2 separate regions of the Gossypium hirsutum genome follow, and region 1 is linked to region 2. The links are chromatin contacts, called in public Hi-C maps. All regions are on one chromosome and are shown on one strand. The core of a region is the stretch at or near the end of the contact, and the rest is flanking DNA. Distances in the headings are between cores, read along the strand shown.

Evidence for each region. Hi-C and Micro-C count contacts between places; a contact is called where the count stands out from the background.
Region 1: a Hi-C map of leaf shows a contact between it and region 2, with 3 times the contacts expected there. The contact joins the promoter of LOC107893645 here to the promoter of LOC107893587 in region 2. A contact is called at or near these places in 11 of 34 Hi-C or Micro-C datasets (callus, fibers, hypocotyl and 2 more).

The regions. Positions count from the first base shown.
Region 1 is chrA13:76,187,769-76,194,587 of Gossypium_hirsutum_v2.1, reverse strand. LOC107893645 (protein ALWAYS EARLY 2) reads right to left here and starts at 4,876. Exons shown (of 20, transcript XM_016818687.2): 1 at 4,689-4,876; 2 at 4,094-4,214; 3 at 3,846-3,941; 4 at 3,622-3,684; 5 at 2,402-2,479; 6 at 1,964-2,138; 7 at 1,311-1,570; 8 at 844-1,213; 9 at 145-225. The coding sequence starts at 4,198.
Region 2 is chrA13:75,889,903-75,896,203 of Gossypium_hirsutum_v2.1, reverse strand. LOC107893587 (mannosylglycoprotein endo-beta-mannosidase) reads left to right here and starts at 1,631. Exons shown (of 11, transcript XM_016818617.2): 1 at 1,631-2,089; 2 at 2,762-2,900; 3 at 3,081-3,302; 4 at 3,439-3,497; 5 at 4,308-4,356; 6 at 4,608-4,838; 7 at 5,257-5,426; 8 at 5,512-5,716; 9 at 6,038-6,301. The coding sequence starts at 1,941.

The DNA.
Region 1 (6,819 bases), core at 3,627-6,126, 300 kb before region 2:
AAATGTACGCTTCCAGCATGCATGAAGAAAATGGACTGGAAGAAACATATACTGCATAAGTATAGGAAGATAAGTGACAAGAAACCCAATACCGTATACTACATTTAATCAGTAAAAACTGAAGTAGAAGCAATTGACACCTACCAGATTCTATAATTGATGCTGGAGATATAGATGTAGACAAATTAGCTAATGCCAGTAGGGCATCTAGGGAAGCGCTCTCATCTACATATAAAAAGGAAAAATTTGAAGTTGAGCATGTATGTAAGAGAAAAACAAAAAAACAAAACAGTTGCAAGATCAGTGAAAGTGCCTGTCAAGTCCCTCTATTATAGGGATTGGTTCAAATCATTCTCCCTACCACTAAATGGATCAATTTAAACCCTCTACTATTAAAAAGTATCAAATGTGGCTAAATTTCAATAGAGTTAACATTTACTATTTTAAAAAGAAAAGACGTGATTTTTTTTTTCACATGCAGTTTCAGCTCCAAAAAAAAGATTTCATTTATAAAACCATAAAAGTTTTAAAAATATTAACCTGTTGAAAAATAAATGACATTGTTTAAACAGTAAATGTTAAAACAGTTAAAATTTGGCCTTTTTTTATTCTTTGTACTAGTATAGAGACTAAACTAATCCATTTAATAGTATAAGGACTAACTAGAACCAATCCTTAAAATAAATGGACCTACCAAGTACTTTCACCTAAGAAGATTATGATTCTTTGAACAATTAAGCAACATCCTTTAGCATTTCCTTTTTTTTTTCTCTCTTTTTTCTTTGCTACTTTTTGTAAAGGTATACTTATCACATTATTCAATCCCAGATATCAAGTTCATACCTCCCGAGACAATCTTCTTGCTTTTCTTCCTCTGACTCCATGGTGAAAGTTTACATTTTGCACCGGAAATCTCCATCTCAACTTTTCCTTTGACAGCCCTATCTATAATTCCTTCTTCTATACCGCTACACGCTTCTCCAACATCATCAGACAAATTGTTTATGAACTCACCAGCTTTCACTTTCTTCCGGTAAACCTTTTTCCCCTTTCCACGCACTTCTACAGTACCAGCACCTTCCATATCCTCCGTGGGGCCTGTATCTTTTATGTAAGTTCCAATGACAGGTTCCTTGACTCCATGCCTGCTTTCCATCCAGTGTTTACTGGAAGAACTAGGAAGCTTGGCCTTGGTTGTCTCTGATTGAAGCAACTAATTGCACGTCAATAGAAAAAAAAATGAAGTTATTACGCTGATAATGAAGGCAAAGAAACCTAAAAATCATAAATCCAAACCAATGGTCTTATACCATCCGATCATAGCTCTGAACAGGTGTGGATCTTCTGCATTCAGCCTTTTTATAAGGTCTTTGAGAAAACTGTGGGCAGCTTCCTCTTTGCAATGCCCCAGTCAATGTCACTGCAGCGACATGTTCATCATCATTATCATTAGCCTCTGACTTCTTAACTCTTTTTTTTGGCGGATTATAATTTTCCATGTCGTCTCTCCTATATGAATATGAAACTGGGACTCGAGGAGTCCTTCTCCCAACTGCATGAGGATTTATACCTGAAAGGAATTCAAACAAATAAGGAACTCAATCACAATTACAAAGATTATTATTTATTATAAAAAACTTTCAGAGAGCACAAGCAGTTTCTGTGCTTACTAGACATAATATTAGTTGACATTGTTAATAAGATTTATTCCTCATATTACCATACCTCTTATCACTTTGACAAATAAAAAATAACTTCAAGCACTATTCTTTGATTTGCTTCGCACATAAATTTGGACAATTTGAACAACTTTAACTCTCATTTTCAGTCTCTTAGTTGCATCAATTGCCAAAGAGATAAAAGGACAGAAAAAATAAAGAGACTAGTGATAAACAAAGGAACCAAATTTAAGAAAAACCATAGTTGGCTTCAATTGAGCGCTAACAAGAACAATGGATTTTACCGTTAAAGCCTATTCTTTTCAACAAAGACAGGCATCCTTGAGTGGATGCAATTGATTGGGGCAGAAAAACATCCTCTTTTGATGAACCAAAATGAGCCTTTACCCACTTGCGCTTTTGAGTTTTCCGGGGTATTTCAGAAGGCTCATTGCTCTCTATTTCTGCATCACTCCCTCCCTGGAAGTTGACATTGGTACAAAATTTTCAACCCTTGATCAGTAGATAGAAGAATAACATTAAGAGTTCAATTTATTTTGCTAGCCTAAAATGGAAAAGATATAATTTGCAAAAATACAGTCTAACAAGGAATCAGTTCACTTCATAAAGGAGAGAAATATACTTCCAAAAAACAAACTGCACCAAATAGCTTTAATTATATCAACACTGGCTGCAAATATCAGACTCATACAAATAAATAAAAATGTTAAAACCAATCTCACCAGGACACTATAGTGATCTGTCATCATTGCTATAAGGCCAATTACAGATGCTACTCCATCTGGCAAGGATAAATATGCCTGAAAATAAAGAAAGAAAAAACACAATAATGTAACAATATTTATAAACAAATATAGTCAAAATAAAGCAACTCTCAGGTTCCATCCAACAAATGAAGGCTGAAAATGCAACATCATTCAAAGCCCCTGAAGCACATGATTCCACATAACCTCTTGAAGACTTTAACAATGAAGACAAAATGCTTATCTGCATCAAATTATAAGAAGTGGTAGTTGAGAAGCCACATTAAAGTTCAAATGATGGCAAGTTAACTAAGACAGAAGTTCCCTTGTTTGTTTTTCCTTTTTAACCATTTAAAATAAGTTATCTATCCTAAATAGGGGTGAGCATTCCATCAAATCGAGTGAAAAAATTTTGAGTTGACAAGTCCTTTTTCATCTTCCTAACTCGATTTGAAATTTGCTTGAATCGAGTCGAGTAAAATGAAATTCGAGTCGAGTCGAATCGAATCGAGTCAAGTAAAATGAAATTCGAGTCGAGTCGAATCGAATCGAATCGAATGAAATTGGTTGAGTTAAATTAAAAAACTAAACATAAATATTGGAGCACATAAATTTGAACCCATATATATTTGAAAACTTTTTCAAAATAAAATAGTAATAAAAATAACTTAGCTAAACTTGCATTACTAATTAACATATTTAGCTCCCAAAATTATTATTTTAGAAAAAATTTTAAATTTTAACTTTCTTTATGTATCTTTTATATATTTTTTTAAAATTTTTATAATTTAAAAAAAAAAAGAATAAATTTTAGAATTTTTATAAATATTTTGAATTTTAAAATTATTTTAAATTATTTTGTAATTTTTGTTGAGAGTGACAATTTGCTCATTTTCAAAATTGACGGGAAATAAAGGGTAGTGACACCAATCTGTAACTCAAATTATTCGAGTTATTTGAACTGTAAAATTTAACTCAACTCGAACTCGAAACTCGAATAACTCGATTCGATTATCTCAAAATTCAAATTCTTTTTCGATTTTTTCGAACTGAATCAAGTCCTAATCTAAGCATTTCCTTGGGCATTTTAGAAACAAACATCATGAAACCCATAAGCATTCAAGGACAAGATTAAGCAATCAAAGATGAATTGGATAACTGATTAGAGTGCTTAAAGCTACATCGAGACCTAACCATACCCGATTCATAATGTAAAAGGCCTCCACCATTTCAGTGGATCTGTTACGTACAGCAGCAGCCACCTAAACATAAGCAACCACAAATTTAAAATGAAAAAGGAAGTGTTAATTATGCTTATAGAATACCTAGATGGAGCATCATCACAATATAAAATTACAGTGAAACCATTAAACTTTTTTATTATAGTTCTCGAAGTAAATACTGTGGCAGGTAGCTAATATACCTTCTTCCAATCTTTCCCATACTCCCGATAAGCTTTATAAAACCGCTCGATCTCTGCCTTGCTCCATGGAGATCCTAACTTGTCAAATAGTTTCTTCTATAGCATAGAATACAACAGTCCATGCATCAAAACGACTCACAATTAGCATATGATGATGCCACGTAAAACAGAGTATCCATCAAACAGCCAAAGGCAAGAAAATTTGATCTTCAAATCAAATAATCAATTAAAAATGACAAAACACCTACCTTTGGGTTACTTTTTCTTGAATTTCCTGCGTCTTTATCAGGAGATACTTCACATTTACTCGAATATTGTTTGTTCACAGTTTTATATTTTCTTGTTGGGGCCATCAATGACTTCCTTTATCTGAAGCATTCCATCATAAAACATGAACTTGAAAAAGAAAAGGGGAAATTTGAAAAAGATAGTGCAGATGTAAAATCGATGTTAACAATGAACTTTAAAAAAATAATAAGTTGTAATTTTTTTTAGAACCAGCAAAAAGAAACACCACAAAATCTCAAAATCACAATCAAAATTTCATTCACAATTGAAACACCTAAAATTTTACGTATTGAAAATAAAAAAAGATTGCAAAACAATGCTGCTCTAAAACCACTAGAACGGCAAAGCCAATTTGGCTTAATCCATAAAGTCACCTTGAAAACCGCTTCAAACCCACTGAAGAAAACCGAAAACACTTTTAAAAGAAACGAAAATTCAAAATTTTAACCGAAAGCTCCTTTAAAAATTGCAAAAATGAATTTAAAAAACCACAGTGATGGTTCAAAATCTCAACTTTTAAACCCTAATTCACAGATCGGAGACAATTCCACTTACCAATTGCCGGCCTTTTCCCAGCTGAACCAACACATTTAACAAAAAAAAAAGAATTAGAGAAAGAAAGATTTTTCAGAGAAATTTAAAAAAGAAATAAAAAGAAAAAACAGAATTTTGAGAAAGAACAACTTTTGAGAGAGCGAAAAGTGGCGTTGCCGCGAAACTTGAATATAAAGGTGGTTTGGCCAATGATATTATTTTGTTTTTTATTTATTTATTTTTAATTTTTCTTGGCTTTACTCTGTTTCAGTCTATGGGATTATGAATAAGTTGTCATTACCGTACACGTGGCAATTTGAAGTATTGGTAATGAAGCTGAGGTCCGATTTGATGGCATAGGTTTGGGTTCTATGTAGATGATAATAGCGGATTAAATTTGAAACTTTTCTAGACTAATTTTCAAACCAGTCCCTACTTTTATGGGTAAATCTTTTTAGCAGCCGCTAAGATTTTAACAATTAAATTCATCGGTCTCATGGGAAAATTAAACTCCTAGGTTATTGGGAAAATAGTAATGGAATTGGAGAAAATATTTAAATATTATATCATGACAGCATCCTAATATCATATTATTAAAATATACACCAGTTTATTAAAATTATCAATAACCCACTATAAAAGATATATCCACAACCACAACTACTGAGAGAGCTTAATTGGCAATTGAAATGGGTTGATTTTAAGACACAGAGGGATATTTTGAGTATAATGTTATATTAATATATAAAAATGAGAACAGATCCACTTAAAATTTATTAATTTTGCATAATTTTTTGACCACGCTGAGATTAAAATACAAATTTTTCCTCTTTCCTAATCTGTATGCACAATAAAACGCTAAACGTTTCCCTTTTTTTTTTCATGTTAAAATTCCCTTTTATTGGAGGTAATAAAAGCATTGATTGTGACAATTTGATTCACATATGTTTTATTTTAATAACACAAATAGACACAACTATGCACTGCATGCAAGCCAGGGGTGAAAAAGTAGTGTTATCACTCATAAGTCAAGCAACCAAATCTATTGGAATTGCAGACTTGTGTTTCATTTTATATAGCTATGGTGGTGGTATCGGGAAAATGTTTAAAGCTTACAAAGATCCTTAATTTTTTGCATGTTTCTCTTCCGTAGAAAAAATTTAGATCTTACTAGTTTCAACACAACTGAAAAAAGAAGTTCACATAGCCACATTGGAGAACATTTTCATCACCCTTTCTTGTTGGCTTTAACAGTAAGAGTGTGAAGGGCGACCCCAAAAAGCAGGTTTTTATCAAATATTGTTTCGGATTTCCAGTGCACTCGCTCAATAATACCTAAAAGTAGAGGGGATATTAATTCTCTTGCTCCATGAAAATTACTAGTTGTTTTACATTCCTGAACTATTGTCTTGCCTCTTGTATATTCTTAAGCCACTGTTCCACTCTCCTTTCATGGCACACTAATATGTAATAACACTAGAAAGAAAAAGAAGCCAAATATAAAAATTTTGTGTATTTGTTCATATTATTTTTATGTATTGAAATAAATTTATACGTAAATATTTTATATATATATATAACAGGCTTTTATATTCATATTCTACAATCACGATTTGTTTGTTTTAACCATAGTTTAATGTATTTAATTATTTTCTCATATTATATTGTCCATATTTTGTCTAATTAATTTGGTATAAAGATTCAACTTTAACATTAACTTCATTTCCTTATAAATTCAATCATTAAAGTTATCTATAATTAATATCAATATTATATTTAAAATTTTAATATAACTTTTTTTTCTAAATTACGAGGGTTATATTCTAGTTCTATTAAAAAAACTTCAATAATGATTATTGAGTTCAAATAAAATAGCAAAAAATTTGTGACATTAAAAGATGATATCAAATTTCTCACACTTATATTTTGCATAATTGGTTAATATCATATCATATTTTTCTTTATTTGTGTATCTAGTTTCTAGTATAAATAGACTATATAACTTAATGTAAATCAAGAGGCAATATTATTTCTTTGAAATTCATTTATCATTCTTTTTCTTAAGTTTGTAGCATGGTATCAAGAGCTTAGTTTCCCCTTTTATTTATTTATTTTTCTTTTCTTCTCCAAGTCATTTACTTTTTATCTTTTG
Region 2 (6,301 bases), core at 382-2,881:
CTAGTACGTGTGAAGGAAGTAAAAAACTTCCATCGGCAGTGTCACTAAGTCGCCTCGACCCTTTAACAATCGAGAATTCATAAGCAAAATTGGGTATTTGAATCCACCGGGCGACCAACTGACAACTCATCTCTTCATGCTTGATGGTGCAAACATACACTTTTGCCTCCACAAGAGCATTTGCTTTACGCGTCGTGAGGGCTCGCTCCCTGAACCATCACGATTACCTTGAATGATACGACTACCTCCTCTCGACCTAATTATCATGCCCAACTAAACTCAAAATAACTACAAAGACAATTTGGAAATTTTAAAAAACTTACCTCTAAATCACGATTATCCTTCTCAAAAATTTCAAATCCAAACAATTCAATATTTAGAGTTAAAATAACCTCCTTTTAAAAAATTTCACACCTTGATGATTCGTTGTCTGAGAATAAAAACATAATCAGCTTTATACATCTGCACCTCTCCTCAAGACGTGGTGAAACGCATGACAATTTAAAAGGAAAAGCGTATGCGATAAGTTTCATTCTCAGATATTCCCCATTTCGCAAAGTCAAGTTTTCAAAAAAGTCAGTTTATAACTATTCTTTGAATTAGATGGGGGACAAATTGTTATCGTGTTCGCTATTATCGACCCGTTATCCGACTTAGACTGACCCATAGCTTACATAGTTTGCATCTTGGGTTCGCATGTGATGAGTTCATATCCTTTCATGAATTTGTATAGGATAAGTTCGCACCGCCATGCAGACAAACTCTACGTAGAGAAAACATATTAATCCTAAAATAAGTTAAGTGTTGAGATATATGGTAACCTATCTACGACGTCCCATCTCATAACCTTACACATCAAAACACTCAACAACCTAATTGTTAGAAATGCCGAACATATACCGTTCTCGTAGCAAAGAGAACATGCATGAAGAAGTTGAGGTAGGAGCTGTTCACGAGAGTGAGCAAATAGCGGAGTATATATGTGCAGTCATTAAATTAAAAAAAAATAAATCTAAAAGCAGTTAATACCCCGCTAATTGTGTTGTTTCCCCATGGGAGTTCAATCTTCTTTTGTACCTAAAAATGATGTTTGAATCCAACTGAACTAATTGATCGTTTGGGAATTGATCCAAACACTAATAAAAAATGTTCAGATCGAGAATTGAAAAAATGGCAATTGAACCGCAAATTGTAAACCGAAAAAACCAATAAAAATTGATCGGACCAGTTTTTTTTAAAAAACTGGACTGCTTCAAGTTGGGCAAGCCGGAAAAAGAAAAGCTAACTCGAGACCCACCCAGGCAACCACCACTCTCGTCCCTCGTCCATTTGGCTTCTCAGCCTCTCTCCACTCTCCAGTTGCCCATCTCCCTCCAGATCTGCTTTTGCGTTCAGTCACCGTCCCTGCTGAAAAATAAAAAATGAGAAAAAAAGATTGAGGCTTTGAGAAGTTGAAAGAGTCAAATGATATAATATTTTAGGATTTCTTGGTTATAGCCTGTGGGCCTAAAATAGATGGCTTACTAATAAATTATAACTTTAAAAGGCTAGCCCAAACTTCAAGCATTTGTTTTTTTAAAAGTATTTTTAATAATAAAATCGATTGAATCAATGTAATCGAAAATGGATGGTTGATGTTATGAAGACATTGGTCTGTAATGTAATCTCTGTTGTCTAAAATGGATATAATAAGTAGTAACAACAGAAGTCATAAAATAAAAGACAGGAAGAGGTGAACAAAAAGGCCGATTATAAAGAGATCAGATCCACCTAGAAATGACCGCCGTACAAAACAAGTCGACAAACACCACGTGGCATTGATTAAGTACCGACACTGTCTTGTTTCAAACGCGGTGTCAGCTCACAAGTCTTCCCAAGACAAGAAAATTTTACTCTTCGAAAGTCTTCTTCTCTTCTCACTCCACTCCCTACACTCAGCAATGGCAGAGATTGGGCAAAAGACTCTGCTTGACTCGGGATGGCTCGCCGCCAGATCCACCGACGTTCAACTCACCGGAACTCAGCTCACCACCACTCATCCCCCAACTAGCCCAACCTCTTCCTGGATGGAAGCTGTCGTTCCTGGAACGTAATAAACCTCCACTTGTGTATATATTTGTTCTGATTTTGTATATTTTGCATATACAGCAGTCCATTTACTTCTAGTTTTGTTTAAATGTAGGCTGAGTTTTGCTGGATTGACTTGACTTTTCTCATGTTTTAATGTGGATAGCAAATGCAAAGATTTGAGTGAGAAAATTGCTAGTTATGCATCACTTAATTTTGAAGGAAAATGAGAGAGTTATAACAACATTAGGATAATAAATCAAATTTCATAATTAGGTTCTGCTTGGTTGTTAGCTTTTTCAACTTTTTTTTTTAAATTAAAAAAAAATTGTAGTTTTGTTGATATAACGCCATAATTGTCGCTCCTTTTTTTAAGGAAGCTAAAGGCAAGTGGCAAAAGAAACAAAAGGAATGATCGTTTTTAGATCAATATGCTTAAAATATTTTCAATCCTTTTAATTATTTATCATTTTTATGGGTTGAAATTTGGACTATAATTGTCGGTCTTCGCTTAATAATTGAATCATTTGATGATTCTACATCTGCTTCTACGATCCTATCAAATGCAAAAATGACCTTGCTCCTTGTCATGAAAAATATTATAGTTGAATTTGGATACAAAGTCAATTGTCTTGAATGGAGCTAGTATGTGAGTTCTCATCTTAATGGTTTGGAACTTGTTCTTGATCGACAGTGTTTTGGCAACTCTAGTAGAGAACAAAGTTGTTGGTGATCCCTTTTACGGTTTGGAGAACGAGACGATCCTTGATATAGCTGATTCTGGAAGGGAGTACTACACATTCTGGTTTTTCACAAAATTCCAGTGTAAGCTGGTATGCAGTGTTTTGACATGAAATCTGTGAGGTTAAATATGAGTTTAAAACACTAAAATTTTTTGTTTTGTTTTGTATACGAGGTAGATGTTTAATTGGTCAGAACTGTGTTCCCTAAATCTTGAAAATGTTATATGCAACTAACAAATGCTCTGTTCTGATTTACTTTATATTTTGCAGTCAGGAAATTTAGATCTGAATTTTCGTGCAATCAATTACTCTGCAGAGTTATACTTAAATGGGCACAAAAGGGTCCTCCCTAAAGGGATGTTTCGAAGACATTCCCTTGAAGTCACTGATATCCTAAATCCTGATGGTTCAAACTTGCTGGCTGTTCTTGTTCACCCTCCGGACCATCCTGGGAGCATTCCCCCTGCGGGTGGGCAAGGTGGGGATCATGAGGTAAGTAACTTTGTTCTAACAAAGTTCATTAATTTGTTTTATCTCTAACAAAATGGTTTGAGGTTAAATTGTAGGCATTTAATAATATGAGCAAAAACTGCGACCTAATTGCTAACACCCTTTCTTGTCATCTTAGATTGGAAAAGATGTTGCCACACAATATGTTGAGGGCTGGGATTGGATAGCTCCAGTGAGGTGAACATATTATAACTTTGAAACTTCAGGGTTTTGTTTTGGTTTTCTTATTCTTGCTGATGTTTGATTTTCTGATGAATAATGCGACTTGTCACAGTGTAGTCTAACCGTATTTCTGTCTCCACTTAATGCCACTGCAAACAAGAAATTTATTCATCCTTCTTTGGTTCTTTGACCAACTTCTCTTGATTTTAGAGCTTTATTTGTGTATTCATGTGATAACAGATGCACTTTGAACATACAAGTGCCTATCGTAATGTGTATGCTAAATCAATTAGGAGTGAGAACACTAATATTCTATTATTAGTTTGGGTAGACCGGTGTTATGAGCTAGAGGCTTAGCATCAGTTAAATGGATATGAAAGACAACAATATGGTTGTCAAAAAAATTTATTTAGAGTGACAATGAGAGGAGCAGCAGGGATCAAACGCGTATAGATACAAATCCAATGATACTTCTCTGAGCTAAATATAGATGATGTTATGAATGGTGATCCTCTGATAAGATTTTTGTTTAGAAGATATATTATAGTGCATATGGCAGGGAGAAAAACAATGCAGTTCTATTAGTATATAGAGGCTAATCAATGTAATTATATTACATTTTCTTTTTGGTATTCTATTTGCAGTTCTATTAGTATATAGAGGCTAATCAATGTAATTATATTACATTTTCTTTTTGGTATTCTATTATCTTGTCATCTATTATTGTATGTCTTAGAAGTTTTTGAACTGTCAGCTAGGATCCAACCTCTGTTTTCTAAAGCTGCAAAACTCGATATCTTAATATCTGACCTCTACTTGTCTCAGGGATCGGAACACTGGTATCTGGGATGAAGTCTCAATATCTGTTACCGGGGTAAGATTTATGTATAAGACTTAAAAACTTCGTTGTACTAGTGTTTATCTTGTATTAGTGTTGAGTATTGAGCATGCGTATTTCTGCACAATGCTCTAAATAATTTTCCTTCTAAGTACCTTTATTTGTAGCACTCAGTTTAGACCTAGATATCAGTTGTTGATGGTGCTTGTGTTTTCACTATCATTATTTTATGATACTTGGTAATTAAATCTAAATGCTGTTTGTTGATGCATTTGCTTTGGATACAGCCGGTGAAAATAATTGATCCACACTTAGTTTCTTCGTTTTTTGACCGTTACACAAGGGTATACTTGCATGCAACAACTGAATTGGAAAACAGAAGTTCTTGGGTTGCTGAATGTTCTTTAAATATCCAAGTGACAACAGAACTTGAAGGAAGTGTTTGCTTAATGGAGCATCTTAAGACTCAGCATGTTTCAATCCCTCCTAGAGCTCGTATTCAGTATACATTTCCTCAGGTCAGTGTTGGTAACTTTCTTATTTATTTTTGAATGTGTTTTGTTGCATCCTTGGTTGCATTGAAGTTAGTTCTTTGTCTTGGATAAGCAGTTGCCTTTGCCCCCTCTATTGTTTATTTGTGTTTGACTTTTTGCATTTTGATATAGAGTAGTGACACATTTGAGAGAATATGGAGCAAGATTTGACCGAATTGGATCTCATTGAGAAATTTTAACCGCCCCTTTTATTTTCATTAAGTAAATATATTAATTATTTAGAGGAAACTAAATGATAATTCCTCTGCAACAGCATCCTTTCTTTCTTTGCAACCTGAAATTGGATACCCACGGTTATGGTTCAAAGCATCCGTTCTTTTGCAAGTTGCTATTAAAATTTACTTGCAACACTACTTGAAAATGCTTATGCTGTATATTGCAGCTTTTCTTCTACAAGCCCAACTTATGGTGGCCAAATGGAATGGGAAAGCAGTCTCTGTATAATGTCAGTATTACTGTTGATGTGAAGGGACACGGAGAGTCTGATTCTTGGGGCCAACTATTTGGTTTTCGCAAAATTGAATCTCATATAGACAGTGCTACTGGAGGAAGGTATACTTCAGGAATCAACTTTGACTATTATTAAAAAATTGCATTTAGAAATTCTATCTGTTTCATTACTGCCATCTTTTGACAGGTTGTTCAAGGTGAATGGACAGCCTATTTTTATCCGCGGTGGTAACTGGATATTGTCTGATTGCTTGCTTCGGCTTTCTAAGGAGCGTTATAAAACAGACATAAAATTTCATGCAGATATGAATCTGAACATGATTCGTTGTTGGGGTGGTGGGTTGGCCGAGAGGCCAGAATTTTATCATTATTGTGATGTTTATGGTTTGCTGGTAAAACTCTGTTCTCTGTCTCTCTTTATATATACATGTGTTTCTGCTCATTTTTTGGAAGCAAGTACTATCATCGGCCTAATTTAGTGCTTACAAATTTTCCTTAGAGAGAAAACAAAATTTGTTGGTCGAAAAGAAGGATGATTCTCAAGCATGTATAGGGTTGTGAAGGTTATAAAGAATTAGGAACCATTTGGAAGGATGATCTGCTGTTTTACGAATTTAAAAATCCTTCTGAAAGGAAGTGAAACTAGTTTGGGGCAGCAGGTTTAATTAATGTGCCTGATTAACCTGGAAGTAACCAATTTATAATATTTGTAGGTATGGCAGGAGTTTTGGATTACTGGTGATGTTGATGGTAGAGGTGTCCCAGTATCAAATCCAAATGGCCCACTTGACCATGATCTTTTCATGCTATGTGCCAGAGATACTGTCAAGCTTTTAAGGAATCACCCTAGTCTTGGTCTCTGGGTTGGTGGAAACGAACAGGTTCCACCGGCTGATATCAACACGTCTCTCAAGAATGACCTGAAACTGCATCCATTTTTCGAGAGCCAGAGTGAAAATATAACGTCTGTGGAAGGG